2 separate regions of the Zea mays genome follow, and region 1 is linked to region 2. Evidence: chromatin contacts called from public Hi-C data. All regions are on one chromosome and are shown on one strand. Each heading gives the region's core, a stretch centred on a gene start, on an enhancer-like site or on the middle of the called end of the contact. The rest is flanking DNA. Distances are from core to core; before and after follow the strand shown. Region 1 holds the start of LOC100272273. Region 2 holds the start of LOC100192930.

The links. A called contact is a pair of places that touch in the nucleus more often than the background predicts.
Region 1: a Hi-C map of ear shows a contact between it and region 2, with 2.7 times the contacts expected there. The contact joins the promoter of LOC100272273 here to the promoter of LOC100192930 in region 2. A contact is called at or near these places in 2 of 25 Hi-C or Micro-C datasets (ear and tassel).

Annotation. Positions count from the first base shown.
Region 1 is chr10:109,544,146-109,550,390 of Zm-B73-REFERENCE-NAM-5.0, reverse strand. It overlaps LOC100272273, which reads left to right and starts at 3,810. Exons shown (of 9, transcript NM_001146761.1): 1 at 3,810-4,175; 2 at 4,288-4,380; 3 at 5,355-5,459; 4 at 5,727-5,879. The coding sequence starts at 3,894.
Region 2 is chr10:109,221,874-109,228,672 of Zm-B73-REFERENCE-NAM-5.0, reverse strand. It overlaps LOC100192930, which reads left to right and starts at 4,900. Exons shown (of 16, transcript XM_008664907.2): 1 at 4,900-5,371; 2 at 6,577-6,678. The coding sequence starts at 5,003.

The DNA of each region.
Region 1 (6,245 bases), core at 2,561-5,060, 320 kb before region 2:
GTGAGGTTAGATGACCTTTCATTCTAGCACTCCACATAGAATAATCTTCACCCTCAAAAACGGGTGGTTTGCCTAATGGAATGGAGAGTAGAGGAGTATGTTTAGGAATGCGAGGATAGCGTAGGGGATCTTACTAAACTTCTTGCGCTCATGACGCTTAGAAGTGACGGATGGTGCGTCGGAGCCGGATGTAGAAAGTGATGAAGAGTCGGTCTCATAGTAGACCACCTTCTTCATTTTCTTTTTCTTTTCGCCACTCCGATGCGACTTGGTGTGTGAAGGGGACCCCTTCACCTTGTTGCCGGACTCTCCCGATGGAGCCTTCCCGTGGCTTGTGGCGGGTTTCTCGCCGGTTACCATCTCCTTCTTGGCGTGATCTCCCGACATCACTTCGAGCGGTTAGGCTCTAATGAAGTACAGAGCTCTGATACCAATTGAAAGTCGCCTAGAGGGGGGGTGAATAGGCAAATCTGAAATTTATAAACTTAAAGCACAACTACAAGCCGGGGTTAGCGTTAGAATTAAAGTCGAGTCCGAAAGAGAGGGCAAAAACAAATCACAAGCAAAAACGGCGGATGACACGGTGATTTGTTTTACCGAGGTTCGGTTCTTGCAAACCTACTCCCCGTTGAGGTGGTCACAAAGACCGGGTCTCTTTCAACCCTTTCACTCTCTCAAACGGTCACTTAGACCGAGTGAGCTTCTCTTCTCAATCAAACGGGACACTGAGTCCCCACAAGGACCACCACATAATTGGTGTCTCTTACCTTGGTTACAATTGAGTTGGAATCAAGAAAGAATGAAGAAGAAAAGCAATCCAAGTGCAAGAGCTCAAATAAACACAAGTCTCTCTCTCTCACTAGTCACTATTTGATTGGAATGATCTTTGGACTTGGGAGAGGATTTGATCTCTTTGATTGTGTCTTGTATTGAATGCTATAGCTCTTGTAAGGTGTTTGAAGGCTGAAAAACTTAGATGTCATGAATGGTGGGTGGTTGGGGGTATTTATAGCCCCAACCACCAAAAGAGCCGTTGGTGGAGGCTGTTGTCGTATGGCGCACCGGACAGTCACTGTTCACTGTCTGGTGCGCCTTCTGACATCCGGCCGTTGGATTCTGACCGTTGGATCTTCTGACATCAGGGTCACCGGACAGTCACTGTTCACTGTCTGGTGCGCCTTCTGGCGCCTGTCCTGACTTCTGCGCGTGCAGGCGCGCACTGTAGCGCATTTATTGTTCTTGCAGACGATCGTTGGCGCTGTGTAGCCGTTACTCCGCTGGCGCACCGGACAGTCCGGTGCTACACCAGACAGTCCGGTGAATTATAGCGGAGCGGCTCCCAGAATTCCCGAAGGTGGCAAGTTTGGAGTCGGGTTCCCTGGTGCACCGGACACTGTCCGGTGGTGCACCGAAACACTGTCCGGTGGTGCACCGAACACTGTCCGGTGGCACACCGGACAGTCCGGTGCGCCAGACCAGGGCACACTTTGGTTGTCTTTTGCTCCTTTTATTTGAACCTTTTCTTGGTCTTTTTATTGGTTTGTTGTGAACCTTTGGCACCTGTAGAACTCATAATCTGGAGCAAACTAGTTAGTCCAATTATTTGTGTTGGGCAATTCAACCACTAAAATCAATTAGTAAAAGGTATAAGCCTATTTCCCTTTCAGTATTACGATCACATACGCATACCCATGACAAAAAAAGAGACTCACACTAGTGGGTATGAATTTACCCTCATATCCATACCCATGCGGGTATGGGTCATAAACACATCACGTATATCTGAAGTGCATTTAATACTAGTAATGTTAATAGAATTATGTTGATGTCCCAAATAAAGATTTAATCTAAAATTCAATTTAGAAAATTTAAAAATGACCTAGAAAGGGAAAGAGAAAATACTACCTAAAATAAATAAATAAATTCTTCCCACGTTAGTATGTTTAATTTCTACCTAACTTGAATAAGAAATCCTCCACAATGTTTGAAATTCAAGTTGAAATTCAAAACGAAGAAGAAAAGAAAATAGAAAAGGGAAAAGAAAACGAAGAAATTAAAGAAAAAGAGAAAACTCGTTCTTGGCCCAATTTCCCGCCCACAGCCCGGTCTTCCCCTTTCACGTGCGTGGCCCAGGGTGTGTTGGGTTGCACCGACAGCTGGAGCCGGGGCGCCAGCCAACTTGCGCACTCCGCTTACACCGACTTGTGGGGCCACCCTGTCATATCTATCCCCCAACTCTCGGCGCACTCAAAACAGAATAGCGCGTCCTCCGCTCCTTTCTCTCGGCTCGGGAGTTCCCCACCGAGTCTATATGAGATTCGACACCAATTCGCCTCGACTATCAAAACCCAACAAGCCATATCCTCTGCCAATATCACCTCGAGTGGGATCTGGGGAGCTCGCGGCCATACCTCCTGCGATGTGAACCAGGGAGGCCGCTATTGCCGTCCGCCGTCCACGCTGACACCGGGTGCCGGAGAACTTTGTGGGGAAATCACCGTATCGTACAGTGGTTGTGTGGGTCTTGGCGCTCGGGATCGAAAGCCGGGAGGCTGAGGAATTCCTCATCAGAGCTCTCCACCGCCGTGAATCCTTCAATCATCGCGAACCAACCTCTCCATAGCCACGAAACCCCAATATGATCCTCCACCCAATTCACCATCCTCTAGGCATCGCGTAGCAGTCATTGATTGAGTTTTCACGCTTCGTGGCATCAATTCGAACGTTACCGGCGAGGTCGCCAACGCGAGGTTCGGTGGCGAGGCTGCCTACTCTCGTCGGAGTTGGGATGCGAGGGTGAGCGTCTGTCCATGATCGGACGATGGAAATTAGATCGTGGGGTTGTCATTCTGGGTTGCGGCCGTGGCGGTCGGATTGCACGAGTACGATTGAGATTAGGGTAAGACGTACCCCCTTTGGTCGTTGCCTTTGCGTCCTCGGATCCCGATCGGGGGACTCAGGGGTTTTAAATCTATGCCATCAATCATCTGTCGAAGGGATAATAAGACACGACCCATTGTCCACTTGGCCTGTGATGTGTTTGTGCTTTAGGTGTGATACATCGGGCTTAGGTCTAACATGGTCCATTTTATTCTTTTCCATGTTTTTTCTAAAATTATTTATATTATGTTTGAGTATAAAGTATAACACATAAAATATGTGTATTCTGTTGGCTAAGCAGGTATAAATGTGTTTGAAGGCAACAATTATAGTTGAAATCCCTATTATATATAATTTTAACTATTTCTACCATTTAAATGTACCATAGAAAGCAGAGAGAAAAGTATTGAAAGGAGAGGTGATGCATGAACAAACTCCACTTACATAAGACAGACAATTGTAATACATTTGACTCTTCTTTATATATTATTTTTATTAAATATAACAAACACACATTTAAAAATGTTTAAATAACGTACTCCCTTCGTTTATAAATATATGAGACCGTTGACTTTTAAAAAACTTTAACCGCTCGTCTTATTCAAAAAATAATGAGTTATTGTTTATTTTGTTGTGATTTATTTCATCACTTAATATAGTCAATGCTTGACTTAAAATTTTATATTTTTAAATAAATATTTTAAATAAGACAAGTGGTTATAATTTTCGAAAAAAATCAACAATGTCATAAATTTGTGAATGGAGGTACTATAATCTATAATTTAGATTGAAGTGGGTATTAAAATATATGCGAAATTAGTCGATTAATATGTCATCGTGTTGTATTTCTTTCTGCCTAATCTTGCTCAGACAAAAAGGAGGGGAACCGACAGCCGCTTGGCACCGGGCCGGTCCAGGTCCACCCCACCCGAGACAGAGACCAACCGCCGCTGCCCCATCTCCGGAGTCCCGCTCCTAAAACCCCGCCAGCCAGCGGTGCCGCCGCCGGTGACATGGACGACGGCGACACTCCCAGACGCAAATCCGTCCCAGATTGGCTGAACAGCCCGATCTGGTCTGCGCCTCCGCCGTCTCCACGCCACAGCTCCCTTCCCCCCACGGCACCGTCCCCCCCTCAGCCGCCACCATCTCCTCTGCCCCCTCCCCAGCCACGGCGGGATCCGACTCCCATCCCTCCTCCCAACGCCCCACGCGACGCCGATGTTTCAGACGACGAAGGCAAGGGCGCGGGCGCCCCGTCGTGCGCCCACCTCGTCGCTGAGTTCAAAGTCGCGGTGAGTACTGCTGCTCTCGGGGGTGGAGATGGAGTTTTTACTGGGTGTTAAGTTGGGCAGCAGTTTAAGCTCAATTGGGTTGTTTGTATTCTTGCATATTGCGGCGCTGCAGCTGGATAGGAAGGTGGTGGATCTGGCAGAGCTCCGGAGGCTCGCATGCCAGGGCGTGCCCGACGCCGCTGGTATTCGGCCCATCGTCTGGAAGGTCCGAGGATCACCCCATGATCTTCTCAATTCACTGCGTAACTGCATTTATACCCTGACCGAGTGCTTCTCTATCACTCCCTAGCTAGAGAAATGGCATTGCCTATGTTGATGACCCCTGTACTAGTTTCAACCATTCATGAAGTTATAGGTATAACTGTATAAGTGGTCTATGTTGACGAAGTAAGGTTTTTGCATGCTTTCAATCAGTAGTCTATGTTGACTCACAGTCACAGTGTCCTCACATGTCATTATGATAGGGGTGTCAAATCTTGAAAGGCCTGTGAATTGGGTCCCAAATATCAAAATCTCTCAGGTCAAATGGATGAGATAAATCACACCTCAGTGTGCAAGTTTCTTCTGATTTAGAACACTTTGTGTTTTTCAAGGTTTATTTTGTGTGTGCTTCTGATGTTTTTATTTTCACATAAATTCTATCCTATTTGCTTTTTTTCTTGTTTGCCCGTTGCTGAAGAACTGCTCAGCACTTGGTTTGATATTATTCAAGCACTCTGTTAGCTGGGTTGATCATAATTCCATTTGTTTTTAGTTCAGTGTATATTTTAAGCTTAATAATAAGAAGAGCAGAGGCATAATGGCAGTACTACATCATGATATTGAGGTCTACTGATTCTGCAGAAACTGCAGCCACATATTTTAGCACCTCAGCGATTATGAGAATTTTGTTTTCTGTGCTTGGACTTTTGTCAGTTTGTCATGTCTTTTTTATTACTTGTGTTGAATCGTATTTCATTGCATGACTTCTTTTGGAACTGTGATGTAATGACTTTGATTTTTGATGGATAACTTCTGTTTGTGATTCAGTAAAACAAAATCTCAGAACAAACTGCTAGTGTTTAGGTAAACTGGATGGACATTTGCCTGGTCTTGTAGGATGGTGGGTAGTTATGGTCTACAAATTTTCTCCATGTTCTGTACACTACAAATTTATTTGACTTTTTTGATAGTTAGCAGCTTCTCTTGGGATATGTGCCAACTGATCGTGCTCTATGGCCGTATGAACTGGAGAAAAAGAGGTCCCAATACTGTGATTTCAAAGATGAACTTCTGGTTAATCCTGTAAGTGCTTGATGCATGTAGTGTTACAAGAATTATTTTGTGTTTCAGATGCATGCACATATAATTTTTCTAAGAATATATGGAGCCTCATTCATCAGGAATACATGAAGCTTTTATTTCATGGGAAGTAAACTGTTACACTTGTGGACAAAGCAACTAATTATGAACATTCTTGTTCATTATTGCAGATTCATTAATTTGTTTATTTTGAGGAAGCCTTTTGTTCCTTTATCCAACTCTGTAGTAATACATTTATGCTCTGGTCAGTCAGAAGTTACTCGAAGAATGGAGGAAATGACAGCTTCTGAAAGAGAGGAACATAATGCTGAAGGCACCGGTGTGCTACCAAGGGCGGAAATCGTTCGTGATGAGCATCCTCTAAGCCTTGGGAAAACTAGTGTTTGGAACCAATACTTCCAGGTAAATTTACCTAAAATTAATAATTGCTTGCTGTTTTCTCATGTGCTCATATGTACCATATTTTCTATGCTAAGAAGTAGGTTATGTACACATATTTTTTTGCAGGCTCTTAGAGTCTTAGGTCTATGAAATAACAAGCATTACTATGGAATCGAACACCTCTTGCAATGTGAACCAACTTCATGATGATTCTAAATTTTTATTTGATCTAGTCCTGCATCGTGTTTCTAAAATCTGCCTAACCTTCCCCATATTTCATTATAAAAGTAAAATATTTGGTGTGAATTTCTGTATTTGGACTTCTGGAGAGTTGGCCATAAAGCAACATGCTAATTTAATTCTCATGAACTTAATTGATACATGAAT
Region 2 (6,799 bases), core at 3,651-6,150:
ACCATCAATGGTGTTTCTGAAAATATCAGTATTAGGTTCACTATTTGATCTTATGGTCGATATAACTAGAGGGTTGTGTGGTGCATAGCCAATTCAATTCACCAGGGGCAGAGCTACGTGTAGTTATTGTGGTCAGCCGACCCCTATAAAACTTGCCAATTCCTATACATTTATATTCTTAACTAATGTATTTAGATGATAATTAATGGAGCTGACCCCCAATGACTTTGTTGTCTGGCCCTGCAACTCACTTGACCATCTTTCTGCAACTCACTTGACCATCTTTCTGTCACACTCATAATTTGGCAACAGTAATGGCTCAGAGCAAAATAGGTTGCCTCAGTCCTAGAACATTCAGCTACTGCACTGAGATTAAAAGTGATCCTTTCTGATTCAGGTTTAAGATTGTTAGAGAGTGTGTTATGTATGTAGTTTCAATGACTAGGTTTCGTGCAATCAGACTCTACATATTTGTTGTATATCTCAGTTTAGTAAGCACCTGCTCATACCTTTGTGATGCATTCTGTTAGCGGTTTCAGAAAAGACGTGCTCGTTGTCCTGTCATCGCTGCTGCTCATCGTGATCTCAGGGCAGTGGATCGATCTCACGGCGGAGGCGACCTTCTTAGGCGCGCCACCGCCATCCGAGCCGAGCCGCAGCGATCCAGATCTAGGTACCCCCTTTTGGACTGCCCTGCCCCTCTATCCCTCGTCCCATCGGCGTCCGCGTGCCCTCGTCCCCTGAGACGCCACCGACGTGGAGATGGAGTGACGATCCGATCAAATCAGATTGCTCGTTTTCTCCAAGAATCTCTCCCCCTTTTGTCGGTTGTGAGCTCTGAAAGTCGAATATGCCCTATTTCCCTCCAATCCATCCAGTTGGCAGCTTGTTTGCTGCGTGGTGGAGTTCGTACTGATGTAGGTGATTTGGTCCAACTTTTCGATTTTATCTGGGTGTTCAACTAAGCCTCTTATAGCCCTCGTTTTATCCGCCCACCGCTCTGGAATGTAATACACTCCGAATTTGATGCGAACACAAACTCTGTGAATTCTGACATGTATTTATGATCCGTTGAATGGCAGTGTTGGGGCTGCCTTGTGCACCGAATCAATGATCGGGCAGTGTAATACAAAGAGGGAACGCTTGATCATCGGAGCTGGTTTTGTACAGAATGTCAGGTATAGCCAGGTGCTCGTTGTCGTTGCTTCAGTTTTAACGAGTCGGTCATGCAATGCAGCTAACGTTCTGGCGTCGGCAATGCTCTGTTGCAGAGAGTAATGTGGATAGCATCCTGATATCTGTTAGTAACGATGAGAGGAGGAATAGGGCATATGCCAAGATCTCGGAGGACGAGCCGAGGCACACCAGGATGCGGTCACTGAAGAATAAAGCCTTGCATGCATCGGCAAGACTCACACACTCCCTGAAGAAGAGGGGGAAGAGAAAAGTGGACTACAAAGTGCCAAGGATAGCTATAGAAGATGTCAGGGATGCTGAAGAAGAGCAGGCAACGAACTCGTTTCAGTAGGTTTTGTTTGCTAGGGGCTTGCTATTAGTCAAGCATGATAATTACCACACGATGCTTAGATTGAGATCTGACACCTAAGGAAATATGCTCATATTGTTATTTTCAGCTATATAATGTCAGTTGTTGATTTTCAGTTCTGTGCTGTAGATTTTTAAAAGCGAGGAAGTTCGATTTTGAAAAAGCAGCACAGATGTGGGCGGACATGCTGCAGTGGAGAAAGGAGTTCGGTACAGACACAAGGTCATTGTTTTGTTAACATTACTTATCTTGATTCTTGAAAGAGATACACACAATAAAATTAAAGAGAAGAGTATTCACTGCTTTCCTTTGCAATATTATCCCTATAAATTCATTTGCAAGAGTCTTCTTTTTAACATCGTTATTGTGCATGTCAGGTGTATCTTATAGTTCAGATATGGGGTTACAACATTACTTTTGCTATCAATTTTAGTTCGTACAAGATAGTTTGCCATGATAAACAAGCAAACTTTGGTTAAATTTGCAATTATCAGAAGTCTCTAAAATACAGATACTGTTTAAACCATCTCAGTAATTTGATTGCTTAGGATGTTTTAGTGTTTGTGGTAAAATTGACCCTTGGAGAGAAAAAGGACCAACTCTTGTTTTCCAATCCCTGTATCCCACTTCAACTAGATATCTAAATCACACCTACTCTTTTAGAAAAGCCTATGCAGTGGATTTAGTTCTGGTATTTTATTTACTTTCCAAATGCTTGGATGTAAATCCATCGATCCAAAAAAGAACCATCTATGGAATTCTGGAGGTTAAGATCATCTAAACTATTGATGCAAGCATAATTGCATTTTATCTTTGTTGCTTCATTTGTTTTCTGTAAGCAAGATGTAGTTTGAAAAAACTCATATATCTAACATGACATTTTCCTTTTCTGTTCTTTGTTATAGGGCTGGAAAAACTTTAGCAAGATTGCAAGGGATTTGGTGCGTTGTATGCAAAAAAATAGATGACAACCAGCGTACTCCCGTTACAACGCACGAGCACACACCTAGTCTCTACTAACTATTAAGAAGCTAATGTAGACCGCCCCCACCTCCCCTTATCGCGCGTCGCATCACCAACCTCCCGCTGCATGCAAGCCGCACAAGCTCTGCATGCAAGCATGCAGAGCCACCGCACAAGTCGCTGCATGGCTGCTGCATGCAAGCATCGTGTCTCCCTCCACTCATGAAGCGTCGTGGAAATTGAGGGGGCTGGCCTGGTGGCTGGCTGCTGTCCGCCTGTCCCTCTGCTGCAAGCCTGCAGTGCTGCTCAGTTGTTGTCGACTCGATAGATTCCCCTACCCGGGCAGGGCTAGCCGGCTAGCCCTATGAACTCGAGACCCGGTTCGCAATCTTACTCTTACCCGCTGGGCGCAGCCGCTGGTAGCATCGTAAATCTACAATTTCCAGTTCGAGAATAAAATTAGCTAGACAAAAACCACAAATCCAACAAAATCTAATATGTACTCGCACAAAAACAATTAGCCACATATACTTTTTAATTTAGGTCATCAACCACTATGCACTAAGGAACACTATGCAAGCACTGACGGGGCTGGACGGGAGGAACCTAGCGAGGCGCCACCCATCGTGTTTCCTCTGAGGCTCTGCGATTGTCGTTGTCTTGTTGCATGCACTGAGGCTGAACGCGCTGCTGCTCCTCTGCCTGTGCGCGTTCCCCGCCTCGGCGCGGTCGCAGAACACGACCATGGCCATGGCCGCGCCAGCATCCGTCGAGGGGTTCAACTGCACCGCCAACCGCACGTACCCATGCCAGGCGTACGCACTCTACCGCGCCGGCTTCGCGGGTGTGCCGCTCGATCTCGCGGCCATCGACGACCTCTTCGCCGTCAGTCGCTTCATGGTCGCGCACACCAACAACCTCTCCACGACGGCCGCGCCGGCCAACGGGTAGCCGCTGCTCGTGCCGCTCCAGTGCGGCTGCCCCTCCCGGTCCCCTAGCTCGTATGCACCGATGCGGTACCAGATCGGCCTAGGGGACACCTATTGGATCGTCTCCACCACCAAGCTGCAGAACCTCACGCACTACCAGGCCATGGAGCGCGTGAACCCCACGCTGGTGCCCACCGACCTCGACGTTGGCACCATGGTCACGTTCCCCGTCTTCTGCCAGTGCCCGGCCACCGCCGACAACGCCACGACGCTCGTCACCTATGTCATGCAGCCCGTGGACACGTACGTGTCCGTTGCCGCCGCCTTCTCCGTTGCCTATCCACAGTGAAAGACACGATGTGGCGGCCACCTGTGCATGCACTGAGGATGAGCGCGCTGCTGCTGCTCCTCTGCGCGTTCAGGGGCGGACCCAGGAAATAATGGGACTGAGGGTATACTTGCAAAGATGAGCGCTAAAATACTAAAAGAGCCTCTAAGTTAGTCTGACCAGGGGACCTCATAGTAAAAATCTAGACACTACTACTTACAACAGAGAAATGAGCGGGGGCCTGTGCCCCCACTCGCATCAACGTAGGTCCGCCCCTGTGCGCGTTCCCCACCCCGGCGCGGTCGTAGAACACGACCACAACCACGACCAAATTTATTCAACTAGATGGAGCCGAAGGCTGAAGGTACAACTGGTGATAAAACAATATATGATTTGTGCATGAATATGTGCTTCAGCTTGTGCAACATAAGACAAGTTAGAAATTTAACTATCTGCGTGCGGTCATTAATGTCTTAGAAATTTTAACTCTTGTGGCAACGCACGAGCACATATCTAGTTAGGGCCCGTTTGGCACAGCTCCAGCTCCTGATTCTAAGCGAGGATCTAGAGGAGCCGTGCCAAACGAGTATTTTTAAAAACTGATTCTCGTGTGGAGCCGAAAGATCAAGAGTCGTTTTTGTGAAAAAAGGTGGGATCTAAAAAAACCTGCTCCACCCTCCCTTAAAACAGCTCCTCAACCAACCAAATATAGACCTCCCCTTAAAGTTTGATCGAAATTACCCGCAATTGCCATTGGACAAAAACATAACGAGCCAATTTATGGATTAAACATTTGAGACCATTTTATGCACTACTATGATGGGAATATTTTATATGTTATTGTTTCATATTTTTCCGTATATGCATCCTACTTATTGGTTTGTAACAGAGTTGAACTGCAAAGGGTAAAACAGACAATCGCCACAGACCACCAACTCTCAGAAGACAAGAATCAGTTTACTTGCCAAACGGTTTAAAAATAATTCTGATTTTCTAGGAGAATCAGGAGGATCAGCTCCTCACGAGGATCAGGATCCGGAACTAAAGAAGCAGGAGCTGGAGCTTTGCCAAACGAGCCCTTAATCTTATGACTGAAGTAAAGGACCCTAACCCTTGTCGTGTCGGTTTGTCCTCGCTTCAGTTACCCTCGTGACTGACACCCAATGGGTTAATCATAGTTTACCTCCGGCGCATTCTTAAACCCCTACCTAAGCTGCATAGCTAGGGTTTCCACGCATGGCGACCACGACGCCGCCTACGGCGATCCTAGGCACCCTCGTCGACTTCACATCGCGGGAGAACTGGGACAAGTTCTTCGCGCTCCGCGGCACGGGGGACAGTTTCGAGTGGTATGCGGAGTGGCCTAACCTCCGGGCCCCGCTCCTCGACCTCCTCGGGGACCGCGGCGCCGCAGCGGGGGCGGCCCAGGAGATCCTGGTGCCAGCGTGCGGGAGTTCGGTGCTGTCGGAGAAGCTCTACGACGCGGGGTTCTGCCGCGTCACCAATGTTGATTTCTCCCGCGTCGTCGTCGCCGACATGCTCCGCCGTCACGCACGCGCGAGGCCAGAGATGCGCTGGCGTGTCATGGACATGACCGACATGCAGGTATTATCCATGTTCTGTAGACTACGGTGTATGGGCTGGGTTAGTTTATGTCGACCTTGCATTCTGGGTTTACCGGCAATGCAGTTGCTTGTCACTGGAATAATTTTAATTTGGGACATTGGTGGTTTGGTAGTTGTAGTGGTGAAGTTTGTTTGTTGAAAATTTGAAATGCTTGTATATGCTATGTTCCAAATTATAAGTCACTTGCGCAGCCAAAATCAAACTTCTCTAAATTTTGACCAAGTCTATAGAAAAATGTACTAATATCTACAACAAATTAGTTTTATTGAATTCACCATGCAATGTGTTGAGAGTAAACTTATTTGGTATTACAGTATAGATGCCAATGTATATTTCTATAAACTTGGCCAAAGTTGGAGAAGTTTGACTTAGGGCAAAACCAAAATGGTCTATAATTTGGAAACCGATGCAGTACTAGTTAATTAGGATTCTGATCTTTGAGCATAATGATAATGTTGGAGCTATTAGTAGTTTCTGCTTTGCAAACTGCGATGCTCTATCAGGCATGTGGTGTTATGGAGATGATGTTGATTACTGGATATAGTGTCAATGTAGTGTCTGAGTTTATTGTCTATCACCTAGCATGTCAACAGTTGATCCATGAGCTCAATGTTTCTGGGCGATTTGAGTAGGCAACACATGGTTCAGCTACATTTGGTTGATTCCAGCTTTTGTGTGCATGAATTCCAGCCTGTACAAGGTTGTAGCCCTAAGGTAGCTTTGACAAGGTACTATAGTGTTGATTCAGCTTCTGTGGCATGGTAGATGAATCCAAACCAAGGGAAAACTTTTCTTTTGATTGGGTTCTAAATTTTCATTTCCTACCTATTTGTTGTTTGTCTTTGGCCTTTCCATTAATAATTGCTAGGTGCTCCTAAGTTTAGTTTAATGTGATTTATTTTTAAGCGATATATTTCCAATAAAAAATATATGACGTTGAATTGCTACTTTGCAATTTATTGATGCTATACTGGTACTGGATTACTGGTCAGTTTTTATGCTGTGTGTATCCACTATTTCTATTACACACGTCTTGTCACATCTACTTGACATATCTAAATGTCGTTTTGCACATTGGCCATTTACCTTCATTCATAGTCATTTTTCATTCATGATTCATGATAAATCTAGCAATGGTTAATACATATTTTCTATTTAAACTATCTGAAGTATGAAATTACCAGTTTGCAGATGGGTCATTTGATGTCATTCTTGATAAAGGAGGACTGGATGCTCTTATGGAGCCGGAGGCTGGGACAAAACTGGGGATAAAATATCTGAATGAGGTATATCAGTGGATTTATGCTGAATTTGAATGCTCTTTTTAGTTGTTAATTGTTAATTGTTAATTTGTTATAATGGATAGATCTGTTGATCCCAATGGAATTGCTATTTTCTTGGACTCTT